Regions from separate parts of the Mus musculus genome. Here region 2 is linked to region 1. Evidence: chromatin contacts called from public Hi-C data. All regions are on one chromosome and are shown on one strand. Each heading gives the region's core, a stretch centred on a gene start, on an enhancer-like site or on the middle of the called end of the contact. The rest is flanking DNA. Distances are from core to core; before and after follow the strand shown.

What was found. Hi-C and Micro-C count contacts between places; a contact is called where the count stands out from the background.
Region 2: a contact with region 1 is called in a Hi-C map of pre-B cells, with 5 times the contacts expected there. The contact joins two enhancer-like sites. A contact is called at or near these places in 19 of 484 Hi-C or Micro-C datasets (B cells, the G1E-ER4 cell line, the N1E-115 cell line and 13 more), 5 of 115 datasets of contacts at active chromatin or transcription factors (astrocytes, bone marrow-derived dendritic cells, double positive thymocytes and 2 more) and 4 of 9 other capture datasets (adipose tissue, embryonic stem cells, liver and 1 more).

Annotation. Positions count from the first base shown.
Region 1 is chr9:121,369,872-121,374,033 of GRCm38.p6, forward strand. All of the region lies in intron 1 of Trak1 (trafficking protein, kinesin binding 1), which reads left to right. Among named protein-coding and RNA genes, the nearest start is that of Trak1, 5.0 kb to the left of the region's middle. Within about 2 kb of position 1,815, at least 326 of the 459 cell types and tissues checked have an H3K27ac peak or open chromatin away from gene starts, as enhancers often do. A contact at or near this core is called in B cells, the G1E-ER4 cell line, double positive thymocytes and 2 more, where this site is marked.
Region 2 is chr9:121,673,423-121,677,584 of GRCm38.p6, forward strand. No RefSeq gene overlaps it. Among named protein-coding and RNA genes, the nearest start is that of Sec22c, 30 kb to the right of the region's middle. Within about 2 kb of position 1,754, at least 84 of the 459 cell types and tissues checked have an H3K27ac peak or open chromatin away from gene starts, as enhancers often do. A contact at or near this core is called in B cells, the G1E-ER4 cell line, double positive thymocytes and 2 more, where this site is marked.

The sequences.
Region 1 (4,162 bases), core at 565-3,064:
GTGTTTCTGTCGGCACCCCAAAAGCCATGAGACACACACCCAGGGGACCCGTGGGCAACTGTGATGCTGTGTTCCTGATGATGGGTGTTCTAAGGCAAGGGTCACCAAGGCCTTCTCAGAAGCTCACGATCATCACGCAGTATGGCAACCTTTGGCCATGCTTTCCATTCTATAGATGGAAAAATTGAGGCTGAGGGAGGTTAAGTGAAGATATCGATTCCTGCGGAGCAGGCTTCAGTCTGGGAGGTCTGTCTATGGGTTTGCTTTTTATCCACCATCCGAGCTTTCTGCACCGAGACCCACAGGAAAAGTCATGTTGCGTAGTGACTTATGCATCCCAGGACCACCCTCGCCAGTCCCTGGCACTTCCTGGGACCTGTTCTGTCCTAGGTAAGGAGCGAGAGCCGGGATTCACCAGGCTGTTCCTCACTTCCTTGTGGCTGAAAACATTCGGTCTTTCTGCTGCATTCTTGCCTGTCTTCACAGAAATGTACACCCACTGCTTCCGCTAGAGCCAATCCCACTTTCTGAAGCTCTCCGTGAGGCGCCTCACGTAAAAAAGTGTGCAGCAGAAAAAGTGGAGTGAGTTCCTACTGCCGCAGAGTGACCCGTTAGTCCAGTGGTCCTCAACCTGTGGGTCTCCACCCCTTTGGCAACCCTCTATCTCCAAAAAATGTTTACACTACGATTCATAACAATAGCAAAGTTGTAGTTATGAAGTAGCAATGAAAATAATTTTGTGGGTGGAAGGTCATGACAACGGGAGGAACTGTGTTAAAGGAGCAGCATCAGGAAGGCTGAGAACCCCTGCTTTAGCTCTCCTCTCCGCAAGATGTCTCAGTGCACACTCTCCTTGTAATCATCTGTGTTACTTTGTAGCCTGTGTCAGTAAGTTACTTGTTGTCTCCCTAGCCACCAACTACGTCATTAATTCCCTCTCCATAGACTGCTGTGTGGGCTGCTAAGCTTTGCAGATCTGTTCTCCAGGATTGGGAAGATCTGTGCGTCCACCCAGCAATGTCTCTAATGTCTGAGAGGGATTGCCTGGAGTCGGACCTGAGTTTTGGTGGACTTTGATGGAGGTGTTGTATGAACATGTATTGTTCACATTATTATCAGTTCTGCCTGTAGCTCACACAGTGGGTTGCTTCCGTTTTTTCATGAAATACCTTTAAAGTCCCCTTCCTTTCTTTACCTCGTGTAAGACTGCTGAAGGGATTAAGCAAGGGCATACATAAGGCGCAGAATCCTTAGTAAGGCTTAGTATGCAGTCAGCGCTCACTTAGCTTCTTTATCGTTCCTGCCTCATGATTAACCAGTTCACTCTGTCGCCTGCTACAGCCTTTTGTCTAATTTGTCTGCCTGCCTCTTGTGTTTCTGTCATTTGTCTGCCTGTCCATTTGTCTGACTGGCTTGGAGAAAAACCCTGGTGGCTGCTGCTGGTCTGGAGGGAAGCCGAGGGAGGTAGAGGGAAGGAAGGGGCCTGGCTGGCAGAGCAGTTAAGACAGGTAGCCCTGCAGCCAGCCTCCATTTACAGACCCTTTCTCAGTTCCTGTCCCCCATGGTGACACCAGCCCCAGATCCCTCAACCAACTGCTTTGAATTCTCACTTGCAGATGTGTCTGGCCTTTGTCCTTCGTCAGCACACCTGTGACACTGAGAAATGTGTTAACCCCCACCCAACAGCTCGGTCCGTTTCACTTGCTGAGCTACACTGCTCTTTCCAGAGGCTGCCGCTCTTCCTATGAGCCCTGCTGGGAGCAGCTGCGCTGGCGGCGGTTCCCAGAGAGGCTGGGCGGGGCCGGGGCGGGGCTGGGCCCGGGGCCTGGGCGGGGCCGGGGCGGGGCTGGACAGAAGCTTCCTGAGCTGTTCTGGGAGCAGGATTTCCCCAGAGCGGCTCCCTCCCTTCCCTTCCCCCTCTCCCTTCTGTTCTCCTTGGCGTCCATCGGGTAAACTCTGGCAAACTCTTCTGGGTAGCCCCGCCTTTTAAAGGAGTATATGGACTGATCTTTCTTCACAGTGATTTTTAAGGGTTCTGTGAGCTCTTTATCTGATGTATGCGTGGACACCGGCTGACTGTCCTTCTGGGTTCTGGGTCCGTCCTGCATTATCTCAGCTCCTGCTGGGGCAGGCGTAGTCTGCGTTCCCAAGGGAGGGGCTGCACAGCTTTGTGATGAGCTTGGATCTAGAGCTTAAGGCTGGCTAGTCTGGACTGTTCATAGTGGTGGCTGTGGCCCTCCCATCCGCCCTAGGCCGGTGTCTACTTACCAGCCTGTTCCCCATCTCTAAAGCTGTCATGATGGTGACATCCTTGGGGTTCCCTTGGCATCTGTTAAGTGCCTGTCACTGTGCTGATGTGTAAAGTTGTGATGTGTCCTGTGATCAACGGTAGTGAAGGTTTCCTGTCTGGCCCAGCTCAGCACCCAGCCTCTGCGGCTCACTGCGCTTCACTGACTGTTGGTCAAAAAGCTCAGCAGGGATGGAGGGACAGAGCCTCCTTACCACAGGTGCCAGATGCTCTTTACATAAACGCAGCAGTGACCACCCCACCGGCCTTCTTATTTTTTTTGGCCCTGAGACTTCACAGACGGCTCAAACAGATGGGGTTGCAGGGCTGGCAGGGCTGTGAGCTATCACCCTGAGAGTGGCAGCAGCCGGCCCCCCCCCCCCCCCCCCCCGCACTGTTTACAGAGGGACCCTGGGCAGCTCCTGTTTCCAGCTCTTCTCTCTCCCTGCTCTTCCCCACCACCCCCAAGCTCCCCCTTCCCTCCCCTCCTTCCTGTCTCTGTTCCTCCTCCTCCTCCCCTCCTCCTTCCATCTACCCCATCTCCTCCTCCTCCTCCTCCTCCTCCTCTTCCTCCTCCTCCTCGGTCTCCTTTAGAAAAATGAGTGCAGGCCACAGCATCCCAGGACTCAGCCCCATTTTCAAGGAAGTCTGGGGACACTTGAGTTCATTCACTGAGAACTGCTCTCAGTTCTGTTTGTTGTTGTTGTTACTATTATTATTGTTGTTGTTATTATTGTCAATTTGACACAAACTGGAGTCATGTGGGGAGAAGAGTTGAGACTCCATCAGATTTTCCTGTGGACAACTCTGTGGGCATTTGCATGATTAATGATTGCAGAGGGAGGGCCTAGCCCATGACTGTGGTGTCGCCCCTGGACAGGTGATTCTGGATTGTGTAAGAAAGCAAACTGTGGGTTTATCTGCTCTTCTAGAGGATGTGGGTTCAACTCCAAGCACCACACATGGCAGCGAACAGTGGTCTCAAACTCCAGTTCTAGGGTATCTGACACCCACTTCTGTCCTCTGTGGGCGTAGAACCCTACACATAAACTAAAAACAGAAGAGAAAAGAAAGCAATCTGAACAAGCCGTGGCCAGCGAGCCAGGAGCAGTGCCCCCCCCGCAGCCTCTGTTTCATCTCCCGCCTCCAGGTTCCCGCTGTCAGTTCCCTTTGTGATGGCCAGTGCCGCGCCTGCACCATGCCTGCACCATGGACTGAAGCCATGCAAAGCCTCCCCTCCTGCAAGCCGCCTTTGGTCAGAGTTCTATCACAGCAGCTGGGGAAACAAATTAAAACCGGTTTTCCACAGACTTTTGGTTTTCGCCCAGTGAGAGCTCTGCGGATACCTTAGGGTGAATTCGACCCCAGGACCCATTGCAAACTGAGGCTGAGCAGGCTGTCTGACCCTTGGTCTGGATGTGGAATCCTGGGAGAAACAGAGGGGAGGCTGGAGACAAGGGCATGAAGGTCCAGATTTCAGGACTGGTCATTGTGTGGCTGGCAGAGGCCATGTGTGATTCCCACTGCAGCTGAGGAGAACCAGGAACTGGGAGGTAGGGAGTGTGTGGTGGCCACTGCCTGCACGAGTGGCTGGACTTGGTAGAACACACCACCTGTACTTGTGCATAGGTAGAGGAATTGGACGGGGATGGGTAGTCATGGGGAGTCTGGGATCTGGGTCTATGAGATGGTTTGAGTCTCTAGCAAGTAAGACCTTCTTCAGTGGGCCAGTGGACCTGAGATGCCCGAGGAATGCAGATCCTAAGGGAGCCACCCAGACCCACACCCTAACTCTCACCTCCAGGCTCAGTCCCAGCTGGACGGACCCAGGTGTTTCTATAAAAGCCCAAGACAGACTAAGCTCCCAGAGGGAGG
Region 2 (4,162 bases), core at 504-3,003, 300 kb after region 1:
GGAATTCAACTTGACATAAACTAGAGACACACAGGAAGAGAAAGTCTCAACTGAGAAACTGCCTCCATCAGATTGGAGCTGCCTCCATCAGATTAGAACTGCCTCCATCAGATTGCCGTCGAGCATGCATGCCTGTGGGGGCATTGTTTTGATGGAGGAGGATCTAGTCCACCCATGGTCACCCCTGGGCCTGTGGGCCTAGGTTGTGTACAGAAGCTAGCTGAGCAGAGGCAGGAGCAAGCCAGTGACATCATTCCTCCATGGTCTCTGTTTCAGTTCCTGCCTCCGATTCCCTCAGTGATACATTTTAAAGTGTTGATTTGATTTGGGTAAAGTGTTTTGTCACAACCACAGAAAGCAAACTAGGACAGACAAGCTTCCATAAAGCAAGTTGATTCATTTTTTAAATCTAGCTCGGTCTCCTTTTGTGGCTCTCTGGGGACATGTGTGGTCTTTGGCTGCCTTCACTTGAGTTGCTTGGTTTATGTGCCTTAGAGCTGAAGACACGGAGCCAGCCATGGCTCAGGGCGGGGACAGGCTTTGGGCATTTTATGCAGAATGAGAGGCAATGGTTGGGGGCAGGTCAGGGAACACTTCTAGACTTGTGGACGGCGCCCCCAACCCCAGAAAATCCCTTCCAATTTCCCTGTTGCTCATCTATTAAACTAGTAGCAAGAAAGCTCTGTGACCAGCCAGAGCCTGCCAGTGGCCACCATACAGCAGCAAGAACTGTCTTCCCCTTCCTGGGGCCATCCAGTCATCGCCAAAGCTTCTCTCTAGGAGAATCCAGGATGCAGAATCTGGGAGGCGTTCCTGGAGCCTTCCAGACCTGACCGCACACAGGACCACAGAGGGGTCTGGAGAAAAGGCAGGATGCCGCAGTGTGGTGGCTTTACAGTACACATACTCCACAGGGAAGTGAGGAAGGTCTATGGCCAGGAAGCAGGAGCGAAGGTTGGAAGTGGAGAAAGACTAACGGAGCCGGCCACCCATAGAGCGACTGGGATTCTGAGGAGCTGGCAGAGCATGCCTGAGGGGCAGAAAAGAAGTGTCAGCCATGACTGTCTTTGCCGTTGCCCAAGGTTCGATTAATTACTCCACTGTTGCTGCAGTAAAACAGATGACCAAAGTAACTTAACGAGGGAGAGAGCCTGGCTTGATGTTTTAGAAGGGAGGAGAGGAGGCTGGAGAGACAGACAGCTCAGCAGTTAAGAACACTTGCTCAGAAGAGGTCCTGCGTTCAGTCCCCAGCACTCACACAGGCTGCTCACAGCTGCCTGTAAGTCCAGTTCTAAGGAGATTTGATGCCCTTTTCTGGTCTCCGCAGGTATCTACGCACACGTGGGATTCACTTAGACACACATATACATAACTAAATCACGTAAAAATATTTTTAAGGGGCTGGAGAGATGGCTCAGAGGTTAAGAGCACTGACTGCTCTTCCAGAGGTCCTGAGTTCAATCCCCAGCAACCACATGGTGGCTCACAACCATCTGAAATGGGATCCAATGTCCTCTTCTGGTGTGTCTGAAGACAGCAACAGTGTACTCATATAAATAAAAATAAATAAATCTTTTAAAAAATATATTTTTAAAATAAGAAATAGAGTTTATCACATCCGGGAAGGCATGAGGACTGGAGCGGGAGGCAGTTGGTTGTTAATCACGAGGAAGCAAAGAGATGACAGGAAGTGGTGCAAGGTTTCAACCCACAAGTGTCACCCCCTGTGACCCACTTCCTCCCAAGAGGCCCTACTTCTTAAACACCTTCCAAACAGTGTCATCAGCTGGGGACAAAGTGCTCAAATGCACAAGGCTCTGGAGGACAGTTCATGGTCAAGCGAGCACCGCCTGCACAAGAGGCTGGCGGGTCCCTCCTGGCGCCTGATGCTCTCCACATGGCATTGCTGTGGAAACTGAAGGAAGAGGTGGGTAGGTGGACACGAGGCAGAGCCCGTTGAGGTGTCTGTCTAAACAGAAAAGAACCTGGCACTGAGTAAGGGGTCTTTGAGGGCATTCACCAGCCTTTGTATACAAGATTGTGGCCGTAAGCAGGGCAGTGGTGGCGCACGCCTTTAATCCCAGCCCCTGGGAGGCAGAGGCAGGCGGATTTCTGAGTTCGAGGCCAGCCTGGTCTACATACAGAGTGAGTTCCAGGACAGCCAGGGCTACACAGAGAAACCCTGTCTCAAAAAAAAAAAAAAAAAAAAGCAACCCCCCCCCCAAATTGTGGCCATTAATCACAGCCTGTTCTTTTGACAGGCTCTGGCTGAGCCACCTCCTCTGGGGAACTCCAGTTCCCCTCAGTCTCGGCCTTGCCTCTTTCTATAACCAGGTGTGAGCTGTTTTACCACAGCTTCTAGAGTGGACCCCACCATGCACCAGGTAGCTCCTGCATGAACCTACAAGACCCAGTTTGCTCATGCGCTGTGGCTGTCTGGAGGCTCCAGGCCTCTGGGGCTCCTCTGGGGCTCCTCTGGGGGCTGATGGGCCAGATGATGTTCATGGAGCCAGGCTTTTCCTCCTTTTCTCTCTTTTTAAGGGGACGGGGGGTGGGGATCAGAAAGATCTTATGTAACCCAGGCTGGCCTTGAACTCACTACGTATGAGGTCGACCTTGAACCTCCTGCTTCTATCTCCAGGGTGCTAACTAATATAACAGGTGTGCACCACCACGCCCTGTGTATGCTGTGGTGGGAATCAAACTCAGGGCTTCAGGCATGCTAGGCAAACATGTCTACCAACTGAGCTGCCTCCTCCCACCATTTACAAAATCTTAATATGAACTTTTTGGAAAGGGGATCTGACTAGGCAGCCAAGGTTAGCCTTGACCTTGAATCATCATGCCCAGCTTCCCAAGAGCTAGGCTTTCTGTGGTGCACCAAACTTACCTTCACTCAAATCCTCTTCTATTCAATCTGTAGCTTCCTTTGTCCCTGGAGGCTGCTGGGCTGGAGGAGGGGCTCTTGTTTTGATGGGGAGCGGGGGATGGGGTGGGGAGGGGGCAATACTCCTCTTTATTGGTTTTCAGTTCCCCCCTCAAGATGTTCCAGGTCATGAGACAGGGTGGCCTGTGTCGGAGTTCCCTCTTTCCTTCCCGGCAGTTCTGCACCATCTTTTCCCCACGTCTTCTGGAGATAGAAGTCCCCCTTCCTACCTTTCCCTGGGGACAGAAAAGGGCAGTGGCTTTCAAGATTGAGGATTTAGAATCCCAGCTCTGACTCTGTCATGCCATGCTTTCACATACATTCAGCAGCGTCATGGTGTTAGGGGACATCGTTCATGATGACAGTGAAGTCAGGGAAGGATGCATGCGATGCAGCTGGTGACATGCGTAGAGATGGATGCTGGTGCCCAGCTTGCTTTCTCCTCTTTACTCAGCCTGAGACCCCAGCCCATGGGATGGAGGAATCCACACTCAAAGGACTTGCGTGGGCTTTCCATTCTCAGTTAATCCTGTCTGGAAACGTCCTCACAGATCTACCCAAAGGCGTGTAACTACAAACACGGTCATGGCCATGAAGGATAGCCATCACTCTGGCTCACACTCACTCACCATCACACTGGCTCACACTCGCTCACCATCACACTGGCTCACACTCACTCACCATCACACTGGCTCACACTCGCCATTACACTTGCTCACACTCACCATCACACTGGCTCACACTCACTCACCATCACACTGGCTCACACTCACCCTGTGCAAAGTGGCTGGTGCTGAGGATGAGGGTGAGAGACTATATACCCGGGAGTGATAACAGAGACATATACGGAGCATCACAGAGGAAATAAACAGGCTAGCAGCTGGAGTTAGGGCTTCGTGGTCAGGGAGGCTGCCTCTTCTAGCCACTGACAGGAAGACATGGGCAGGCTGCTTCCCCTTCCTGATAAGCACCATTTCATGGGCCCATAAATCAGAACTGGGGCCCACATACCTCAAGGTCATGTCAAGTCAAATTTCCCAGTCCCCTTCATCAGTGTCTGAGTAAAGAAGGGTGCAGGAGGACGGAGGAGGGCTTAGGGTCTGGGGTGGTCTTCTGCAGGCTCTCAGGTATAGCTACTAGAAGCAGGGCTTTTTCTTAAGCCCTCTGTTGCAGTAGTGACCAAAGGGCACAGACCCTATCAAGCATGTGTAGACCGAGAGGTCCCCTACCCCAAGC